Linked DNA regions of Pan troglodytes: all the other regions are linked to region 1. A link is a contact called in public Hi-C and HiChIP or PLAC-seq data. All regions are on one chromosome and are shown on one strand. The core of a region is the stretch at or near the end of the contact, and the rest is flanking DNA. Distances in the headings are between cores, read along the strand shown. Region 1 holds the start of RPS21 (ribosomal protein S21). Region 2 holds the start of MTG2 (mitochondrial ribosome associated GTPase 2). Region 3 holds the start of PSMA7 (proteasome 20S subunit alpha 7).

Region 1 (2,871 bases), core at 336-2,835:
ATAGAGCTACCATAAATAAAGCAATCCCACTGCTGGGCATATACCCAAAAGAAAGGAAATCAGTATATGAAAGAGATACCTGGCCGGGTGTGGTGGCTCATGCCTGTAGTCCCAGCTACTGAGGAGGCTGAGGCAGGAGAATCACTTGAACTCTGGGGGCAGAAGTTGCAGTGAGCCGAGATCGCACCACTGCACTCCAGCCTGGGTGACAGAGCAAGACTTTGTCTCAAAAAAAGAAAGAAAGAAAGAGATACATGTGCTACGATGTTTATCACAGCACTATTATTTGTGGGAGCTAAAAATTAAAACAATTGAATTTGTGGAGATAGACAGTAGAAAGATGGTTACCAGAGGCTGGGAAGGGTAGCACAGTGGGAGGAGGGGGGCAAATGGGGATGGTTAATGGGTATAAAAAAACAGAAAGAATAAGACCTAGTGTTTGATAGCACAACAGGGTGTCTACAGTCAATAATGATTTAATTGCACATTTTAAAATGACTAAAAGAGTATAGTATTGGATTATTTGTAACGCAAAGGATAAATGCTTGAGGTGATGGATGCTCCATATACCCCATGTGATTACTACGCACTGCATACCTGTATGAAAATATCTCATGTGCCCCATAAATGTACACACCCACTATGTACCCAAAAAATTAAACATAAAAAAACTTTTTTTTTTTTGAGACGCGGTCTTGCTCTGTCGCCCAGGCTGGAGTGCAGTGGTGGGATCTCAGCTCACTACAAGCTCCGCCTCCCGGGTTCATGCCATTCTCCTGCCTCAGCCTTCCGAGTAGCTGGGACTACAGGCGCCTGCCACCACGCCCAGCTAATTTTTTGTATTTTTAGTAGAGATGGGGTTTCACCATGTTGGCCAGACGGGTCTCGAACTCCAGACCTCAGGTGATCCACCCACCTCCGCCCAAAGCGCTGGGATTACAGGCCTGAGCCACCGCACCTGGCCACTGAGTCTTAGTTTTCTGAGGCTAGTTCTACATCCTAGGATCATGTCCCCCGCCCAGAGAAGACCCCAACATAGGCCGCGCTGCTCCCTCCGTCTACCGGCTTGGAGCTTCTCCTGGCAACAGGGTTCAGGCTACTAACAAGGCCTTCCTCAAGACCCCACCCATAACCAACGACCATACTTCGTGGGTCCATCTTTGTAACATCTTTACTTCCTTGGAGCAAATTCCCAGGAATGGGTTTTCGGGGTCCAAGGGTATGCACCTCAAGCACTACGACAAATGCGGCCAACACGCTTCAGGGAAACGGTGCCCCAGTTTGCATTCTGCTTCCCCTGCCCTGCCCTGGGGGTCTGACTGGTGAAACATGGGATGGCAGAGTGGTCGGGTGTTTCAGATTCCACGGTGGGCCGGGGTCTTTTCCTACCCTCGGGAGCCGTCTGAATTTCTCCTCTGCCGAGTTCCTGCGGGTGTCCTTCGCCCACCGGCCCGGGGGAGTGAGTAGCAGGCACCAGGTGAGCAGGCCTCCGCTCGCAGCGGCTACGTGCATGGGCAGGAGCACCGCCCCACGCCCCAGGTGGCCGCAGGGTGAGGGGACCGGGGGGGCGGGAGGCGCACAATGGGGGGCACGCCCGTATCTCTAGCCCGGCCGACAGCGGGCAGCGAGGCTCAGTCCTCGCCCCTTCTCCCAGCTGCTATTCGGGGCTCCCGAGGCGCTCACAGGGGTCGACTGCGTCCGTGGGGCACAACCCAGGGGCCAGGCTAAGACGCCACACACGGCAACCACCCTCAACAACGACCCCCACGACGCCCCGCGCCCGAGGACCAGCAGGCTGGGGTCCGAGAACCTCCTCGCCGGAAGCGGAAGTGCGTCACGGCGACGGCCGGCAAGCACGCACAGCGCAGACTCGCTGTGGTGGCGTGACCCGGAAGCACTCGCCGAGGCCCCTCCTTGCCCGCCGATATCTCTGCCGGGTGACTAGCTGCTTCCTTTCTCTCTCGCGCGCGGTGTGGTGGCAGCAGGTGTGGCGCGCGGCGCGGGCTTCGGGCTCAGGGCTGGGGCAGGGGCGGGAGTGGGGGCTTGGACGCGGGGGACGGGGTGCGGGGTGCTGGGTGCGGCTGGGGCCGTGACCCTAGGGGCCGGTTTGCGCCGGGACCCGGGGCACGGTTCCGGCCGTACTCAGGGCGCCGCGCGGTGACTCCCCAGGCGCAGCCCAGCCTCGAAATGCAGAACGACGCCGGCGAGTTCGTGGACCTGTACGTGCCGCGGAAATGGTAAGCGCCCCCCACATGCCCCTCTTCCGTCCTTACCTAACCACCACGTCCCCTCGCCTGCCCTTGTTCCCCCACACCCCTCCCGTCCTTACCTTGTCACGTCCCTAACTTGTCCTGCCCCCGACGTTACTCTTTTCCATTCATATACCCCCAACCTCACTCGTCCCCTCTTTCATTCTTACCGCCCAAGTCCCCTCTGCTCACTGCGCCCTTTCTCTACAGCTCCGCTAGCAATCGCATCATCGGTGCCAAGGACCACGCATCCATCCAGATGAACGTGGCCGAGGTGAGCTGGGAGCCCGGGAGGCGGGAAGGTTGTGATGTATGTGCGGGAAAGGCAGGCTGTCCCCTTGTGGAGGAGCCCCTAGGATGAAGGTACAGGCAGAGGCTGGCTTTGAGGATTGGTGTTTCCCAAACCTGGGGGAGTGGTTTGTGATCCTTCTTCTCTTTCTAGGTTGACAAGGTCACAGGCAGGTTTAATGGCCAGTTTAAAACTTATGCTATCTGCGGGGCCATTCGTAGGATGGTGAGTGTTTCCCTGGGCTTTGCTCATCACTTCGGGACATCGTGGACTTTACCTTGCGCATTGGAGTGTGTGATGGTGCCTGAGTAGATTTGCTGGCAGAGTAGTTTG
Region 2 (2,787 bases), core at 51-2,550, 210 kb before region 1:
TGGTGTTAATATATTTAATGATTAATAACAGAATGTTTATTTAATGTGCTGTCGATTTTTATGTCATATTATGGGGAAAGTGATGCCAGCAGTTCCTTTTCATTATTCTATCTTCTGTCATATGAATGTTGAGCAAAGCTTAGGCCAACATGAATTGTTTGTGAAGTGTGGTTGATGGTGCTTTGTTTTTTTCTGACTACTTCTATGGAAGGCCAGTGAAGAAGCAAAGGAAGACATGAAAATTGACGCTCATTCTTCTTCCTATTGTTCCCTGACATCCAGCAAATTGTGAATTTGAAAAATGATGGCCAGTTTTCAGAAGTGCTGACAAATTCATATTGGTATGCAAAAGCTCATCACCCATTAAGGTTTGTTGTTGAATCAACAGTACTTAGCATATTAAAACAGTACATCAGAACTCATGCCAACAGTCTTTATGATGGGATTAAGGTGGACAAGATCTCCTAAGATCTGTGAATGGGATTAAGGTGGACAAGATCTCCTAAGATCTGAAAAGAAACCTTAATACGCTCATATGGTTGGAGTGTTAAGTGAACCTCTGATTTTGTCAGGGTTTTTCTACGTATAGGCTTGAATAGGGGGCACCCCTTCAAAACTGTACAAAGAAGAAGACTGTTTTCCATTTCCATTTAAAAATTTTTAGCCACTTCACTTCTATTTATTGAACAGGTCAAATTTGTCTTGTTATTTGTGAGTACAGTACATTTAAAAAACATCCTTATCGGTTATTTTTTTTTCAGTCGGAGTTTGACGTATAAATTGTTTATGCTTTTGGTGTAATCTCTTAATAAACTGGTTCTTCAAAAATCATCCTATAAAGTGAGTTTTCATGAAGTTAACGGGATTTTGGTGTGATGTGTTTTGCAAATACTTATTACCAAGACCCGGTAGATTGTCACCTCGGCTCCCGGGCAGAGTTCCCGTGCGTCCGCACCGGATTCCCCGCGGCGGCAAGGCGAAGCCAGGGTAAGGGCGGTGGGGACGGCGCCCCGGGGCTGCCCTGCGGTCCCCACTGCCTGCTCTGCGTTGCCCCGTAGCCTCCTCGGGCAACGGCGGTGTCCTCGTCAGACCCGGGAGGCTCCGCAAACGCCGGAGGGGTCAGAGGAGCTGGGGGACCCTGGGCACCGGGTGGAACGGGCGGGGCGGCTGTCCTTGTGCTCGGGCAGCGAGGGCGCCGGCGAGAAGCGCGGCTGCAGCTGAGCGCTCCGCAGCCCTCCTGCTGTTGCTCCTGCTTCCGCTACCAGGGACAAGGTCGCCTCTCGGTCCGTCGGCGTGTTTTCTGCACCTGCGCACTGGGCAAGCCTTGGGCTTCCGGAGCCAAAAGGCCCCGGAAGTGGTCGGCCGCTTGCGACGCTCCGGAAGTGACGTGCTCTCCCGAGCCGGTGAGTGCGGGAACGGGGAGCGGGGAGCGTGGGTCCGGGGGGTGGTCGCGGCCCGGGCGCAAGGAGGGGCCTCGGCTTGGGCCGCGGGGTACCGGGGCGCTGGGAGCGGGAGAGGCCCTGGCCTAGGAGCTGAGAGGCCTGGAGCGCTGCCGGGCTGCGAACCCCGGCGGGACCGAGCGCTGCGGCCCCGGAGTAGCGAGCGCTCGGGCGGTGGGGAGCGGCGCCTTGCTCCCCGGTCCTGCCCTACTCTCTCCGCAGAACCGCGTTTTGGGGTCAGAAGTCTTGTCAGCCACCCCGGTGGTGCTCTGTCACGGGATGGGTGCCGTGTGTGAGTTCCGAGTCAAGTTGTTAGGAATTTGCCTTGATCCAGCGCTCTAAGTATTAAACATTTTAAAGTGATTATTGGCAGTACACAGTTGCACAAAACAACAGAAATATGTACACATTTGGATGATAAAACAACAATAAAGTTTTGTATTGTAAACGCGCCTCAGGGAGACGCATTTCCAGATAATTCACTGTCCGTGGGTGGCTTTTGCCCAGTGAGCGGGTTACCCGTTCTATTCCCATTTACGTTCTCGTAGCTGTGGATACCGAGGAACGGCGTTCACACAGACCTGTAGGTGGGAATTAGAGGGGTTGTTGGGCAGTGTCACTAGAGAAATACCTTTCTTTTGTAAAGGGGAGGACCCATTATAAAAGGGGGACGGGAAAGGAGAATTCAAATTGTTTTAAACGCAGGTTCGTCCTCAGGCAGTTCTGTTTTAGCAGAGAGAACGTAGCAAAACTTGGGCAGAAAATGGATTCCTTTGAAATTATCCTGGCCTTAGTCCCTTGGGAAGTCTGTGTACGCGAACCTCAGTGAGAAGATTCCTGCCATAAAATGCAGGTGTCAGCAGCATGCCAGGGAGGCCAGAGGATACTGTGTGACTTTGGGCAAGTGACTGAACCTCTGTGAGTCTCAGCCTCCACTGCTTTAGATGGGCATAAAAAATGTAAAGTCAAGAATCAGGTTTCCGCTGGACGCGGTGGCTCACGCCTGTAATCCCAGAACTTTGGGAGGCCAAGGCGGGCAGATCACGAGGTCAGGAGTTCAAGACCAGCCTGGCCAACATGGTGAAACCCCATCTCTACTAAAAATACAAAAAAGTAGCCGGGCGTGGTGGCAGGCGCCTGTAATCCCAGCTACTGGGGACGCTGAGGCAGGAGAATCGCTTGAACCTGGGAGGTGGAGGTTGCAGTGAGCCGAGACCGCACCACTCTGCTCCAGCCTAGGCAACAGAGCGAGACTCTGTCTCAAAAACATACCCCCCCCCCAAAAAAATCACGTTTCATGCTCACAGGAGGATTTGAGGAGGGTTTATAAAGGGACCGTTTGCAAAGG
Region 3 (2,920 bases), core at 174-2,673, 250 kb before region 1:
AAAGTCTCCACACACTGCCAGTGGCTCCGTGTGGGCCCAAAACCATCCCTGGCTGAGAAGTATTGATCTGAAGTGTTTGGGTTTTCTGGGAGCTTTCTCAGGTACTGACTCACTTGACCTTCGACTGACTCGAGGCCCAGAGAAGCTATATCGGTTCGTTAAAGCCAGCGGCGGCCAGCTGGCGGGGGTGGCAGTATTGGGGTGGGTACAGGGGTCAGCCGACTCCTAGTCCTCTTTAAGCTGAGTTAGATCACCTGATGAATACTGGGCCTTCATTTCAAAACAAAGATTCAGAAAATGAAAACAACTCAAAATTTACAGAACCGTGTGTGCTGCTTTGTCTGCCTGCTCAAACCTCTGAATACCAGGTGATAAAAGAATAACGATCTCACAGGCTGACCAATTAAACTGACACGTCTTGATGGTACAAATTTAAGTTTCAAACAATGTCACTAAGGTCAATGTACACGAGCCCTCCTCAAAACGAAACGGCCGCGTTCAAACCAGTCCTGACCCGGGCGGCTGCAGCCCGGCCCCGGGAAGGCTCCTCCCGGCAGAGTGCGGAGACCCGGGAGGCGCCCGCCACCGGCCAGGCCAGCGAGTCGCTTTGTTCTCGAAGCCCACCTGGGCCTAGAGAATTAGTGTTGCCCCGGAGCGGGTGGGGGTCCCCATAAGGGGGGTTTGAGTAGTTCGCTCCCCAGCCACCCGGCTGCGTGAACAGCCCCCCAGCGAGCGCACGGCCTACCCCCCGCGCTCCGCGGCCCAGGGCGGCCCTCGCCCGGCCTCTGCTCGCCGGGGCGGCGGCGCGACCCACGCGCCCGGCCGGGGCCAGGGGTGCTCAAGATGGCGTCGTCACGGCCCCCGTGCCCGGGGCCCCACGCGAGGCCGGGCCCCAAGCGAGGCGCTGAGTGGGGAGAACGAGCGCTCGCGGCTCACGCCAAACGCCGCCTCTGCAGGCACTCGTGGAGACCGGCAGCGGGGCCCGCGCTCAGCTACAGCCCTGACCGCCCGCGCCGCTGCCCCGCGCACGCCCGCGGGCGCCCACAGCGCCGCGCCCGGCCCCGGCCCTCTCTCGGCTCCCCAGCCCCACTTCCGCCCGCGTCCCCGGCCCCGCGCAGGCCCCGGCGCCTCACCGCGGTCGAGCCCTTCTTGACGGCCTCCTGCGCGTACTCCACTTGGAAGAGGTGGCCGTCGGGCGAGAAGACGGTGATGGCGCGGTCGTAGCTCATGCCGGCGGGCGGCGGCCGGGCTCCTTCCGCCGCGACTCTCAAAAGCGCACACTCACGGCCCGCGCGCACCCGCGACTCCCGGCGCCACTACGCCCGCGCCCCACCCTCGGCGCCGTGACCTGCGCTGCCGGCGACGGGCGGCGTCAGGCGGCGACGGGCAGCGTCAGGCGGCGGCGGGCGGACGTGATGGCGCGCGCCGGGGCGGGGTCAGGCCGAACCACCGGTGGCCGGGGGTGGGAGGCGGTGCTCCGGCGAGGGCCGGGCGCTGGGTGCGAGGGGGTCGCCGGGGGCCACCGTTCGGCACTGGGCCGCAGACCGTTCTGCAGGGCGGAGCGGCGGCGCCGCGGGCCCGGAGGCGCGGCGACGGCGACGGGGCGGACGAGCCCACGACGCGGCGCCCCCCGCGCTCCCGCCCCCTGCCCCCCCCTCCGCGACTGCGGATAATGAGCGCCTCGGGCCGCCCAGCGCAGCCGGAGTATCCACCTCGATGACCACGGGCTGAGCCCCGCGCCGCCACCATGTCCGTGGCCTTCGCGTCTGCCCGGCCAAGAGGCAAAGGGGAGGTTACGCAGCAAACCATCCAGAAGGTGGGCCGGGCCGGAGCGGCGGCGCTGGGCGGCGGGTCTGCGGGCGGGCGCGCGCGGGGACGGGGCGCGGGCAGCTGGCGGGCGCGGGGCGCGAACAAAGCCGGGGCGCAGCCGGGCGGCCGCGAGCCCCGACGGCGGCCCCGTGCCCTTCCCCGCGTCCCACGCCTGCGCGCCGGCGGGCACCCGGCCGTGTGGGGGGCGCTCCCCGGAGAGCCTGCGCCAACTTTGTTGGGGCGCGCGGGTCCCTCGGGCCGGGGCACTGGGCAGTGGGGGCCGGGCGGACGCTGGAGGCTGCCGGCCCCCGAGCGCGCTGTTACCCGCGTCCGCGGCGCGCGCTGGGAACTGTCCTGGGCTATGCCGGGCGCACGGGGACTCCTCGGGGCCGGAGCCGCGGCGAGGGCTCGTCGCGCTCCGCAGCCAGCTTCGGTGGCGAAGGCGGGCGGTACTCGTTTTCTGCGCTCATCTTGGTTAGTGGTGAGGGGCCCGGGTCGGCCTCCGGGCGCACTGCGACCGCGGAGACTGTGGCCGGGGCTGCCCCTCTTGCTCCTGGAGCGAGGCGCGAACGATGGAGGCACGGAAGGACGCGTCCCGATCCCCATTTGGGGGGCATCGTTACGCAGCCCGGCCCCGTAGGGAGCGCACCGCCCCCTCCGTATCCTCGCGGCTACGCCGGGTTTCAGCGTGACACCCTCGCCAGCCGCCTCGCCTAACAAACTTGACGGATTTGCTCCACAGCCTTTCTTCTAGCTCCGTAAGTTCGGCCTTGTGGTTTTCAAGAGACAGCGTTTACGTGGGTTTGGGACACCGTTATCCAAAGCCCTAAGTTGTGAAATTGAGACTTTGTATTTTCTGCTGTTTTTTCTGTAGAAGACAGATTCGGAAGAAAATCAGCATTAGCCACACCCGTTTCAGTTGTCACAACATCTGTTGGAATGACATTGGTTTTTTTTCCTAAACTCTGACTCCGTCTTCACCCTGGTGGGATTGCAGGGATAAACAGTGGTATTCCTAGGTTCCCAGGAGCCGCTTGTCTCCCTAAGGGGGTTCACCTTGACCTTGACTGAGGCTGTTATTCCTTGATGACGTGCCAGTCTCCTGTGGAAG

What was found. A called contact is a pair of places that touch in the nucleus more often than the background predicts. HiChIP or PLAC-seq counts read pairs in DNA pulled down with a chosen protein or histone mark.
Region 2: a contact with region 1 is called in a Hi-C map of stem cell-derived neural progenitor cells, with 2.0 times the contacts expected there. The contact joins the promoter of MTG2 here to the promoter of RPS21 in region 1. A contact is called at or near these places in 1 of 7 Hi-C or Micro-C datasets (stem cell-derived neural progenitor cells) and 1 of 1 datasets of contacts at active chromatin or transcription factors (stem cell-derived excitatory neurons).
Region 3: an H3K4me3 HiChIP or PLAC-seq map of stem cell-derived excitatory neurons shows a contact between it and region 1, with 3 times the contacts expected there. The contact joins the promoter of PSMA7 here to the promoter of RPS21 in region 1. A contact is called at or near these places in 1 of 7 Hi-C or Micro-C datasets (stem cell-derived neural progenitor cells) and 1 of 1 datasets of contacts at active chromatin or transcription factors (stem cell-derived excitatory neurons).

What each region holds. Positions count from the first base shown.
Region 1 is chr21:68,699,376-68,702,246 of NHGRI_mPanTro3-v2.0_pri, forward strand. It overlaps RPS21 (ribosomal protein S21), which reads left to right and starts at 1,586. Exons shown (of 6, transcript XM_016938253.4): 1 at 1,586-1,985; 2 at 2,170-2,237; 3 at 2,460-2,523; 4 at 2,692-2,763. The coding sequence starts at 2,188.
Region 2 is chr21:68,493,266-68,496,052 of NHGRI_mPanTro3-v2.0_pri, forward strand. MTG2 (mitochondrial ribosome associated GTPase 2) reads left to right here and starts at 1,301. Exons shown (of 7, transcript XM_514816.8): 1 at 1,301-1,403. It overlaps SS18L1 (SS18L1 subunit of BAF chromatin remodeling complex), which reads left to right. Exons shown (of 12, transcript XR_001712340.3): 12 at 1-831.
Region 3 is chr21:68,452,061-68,454,980 of NHGRI_mPanTro3-v2.0_pri, forward strand. PSMA7 (proteasome 20S subunit alpha 7) reads right to left here and starts at 1,424. Exons shown (of 7, transcript XM_514761.8): 1 at 1,134-1,424. The coding sequence starts at 1,229. It overlaps SS18L1 (SS18L1 subunit of BAF chromatin remodeling complex), which reads left to right and starts at 1,646. Exons shown (of 12, transcript XR_001712340.3): 1 at 1,646-1,816.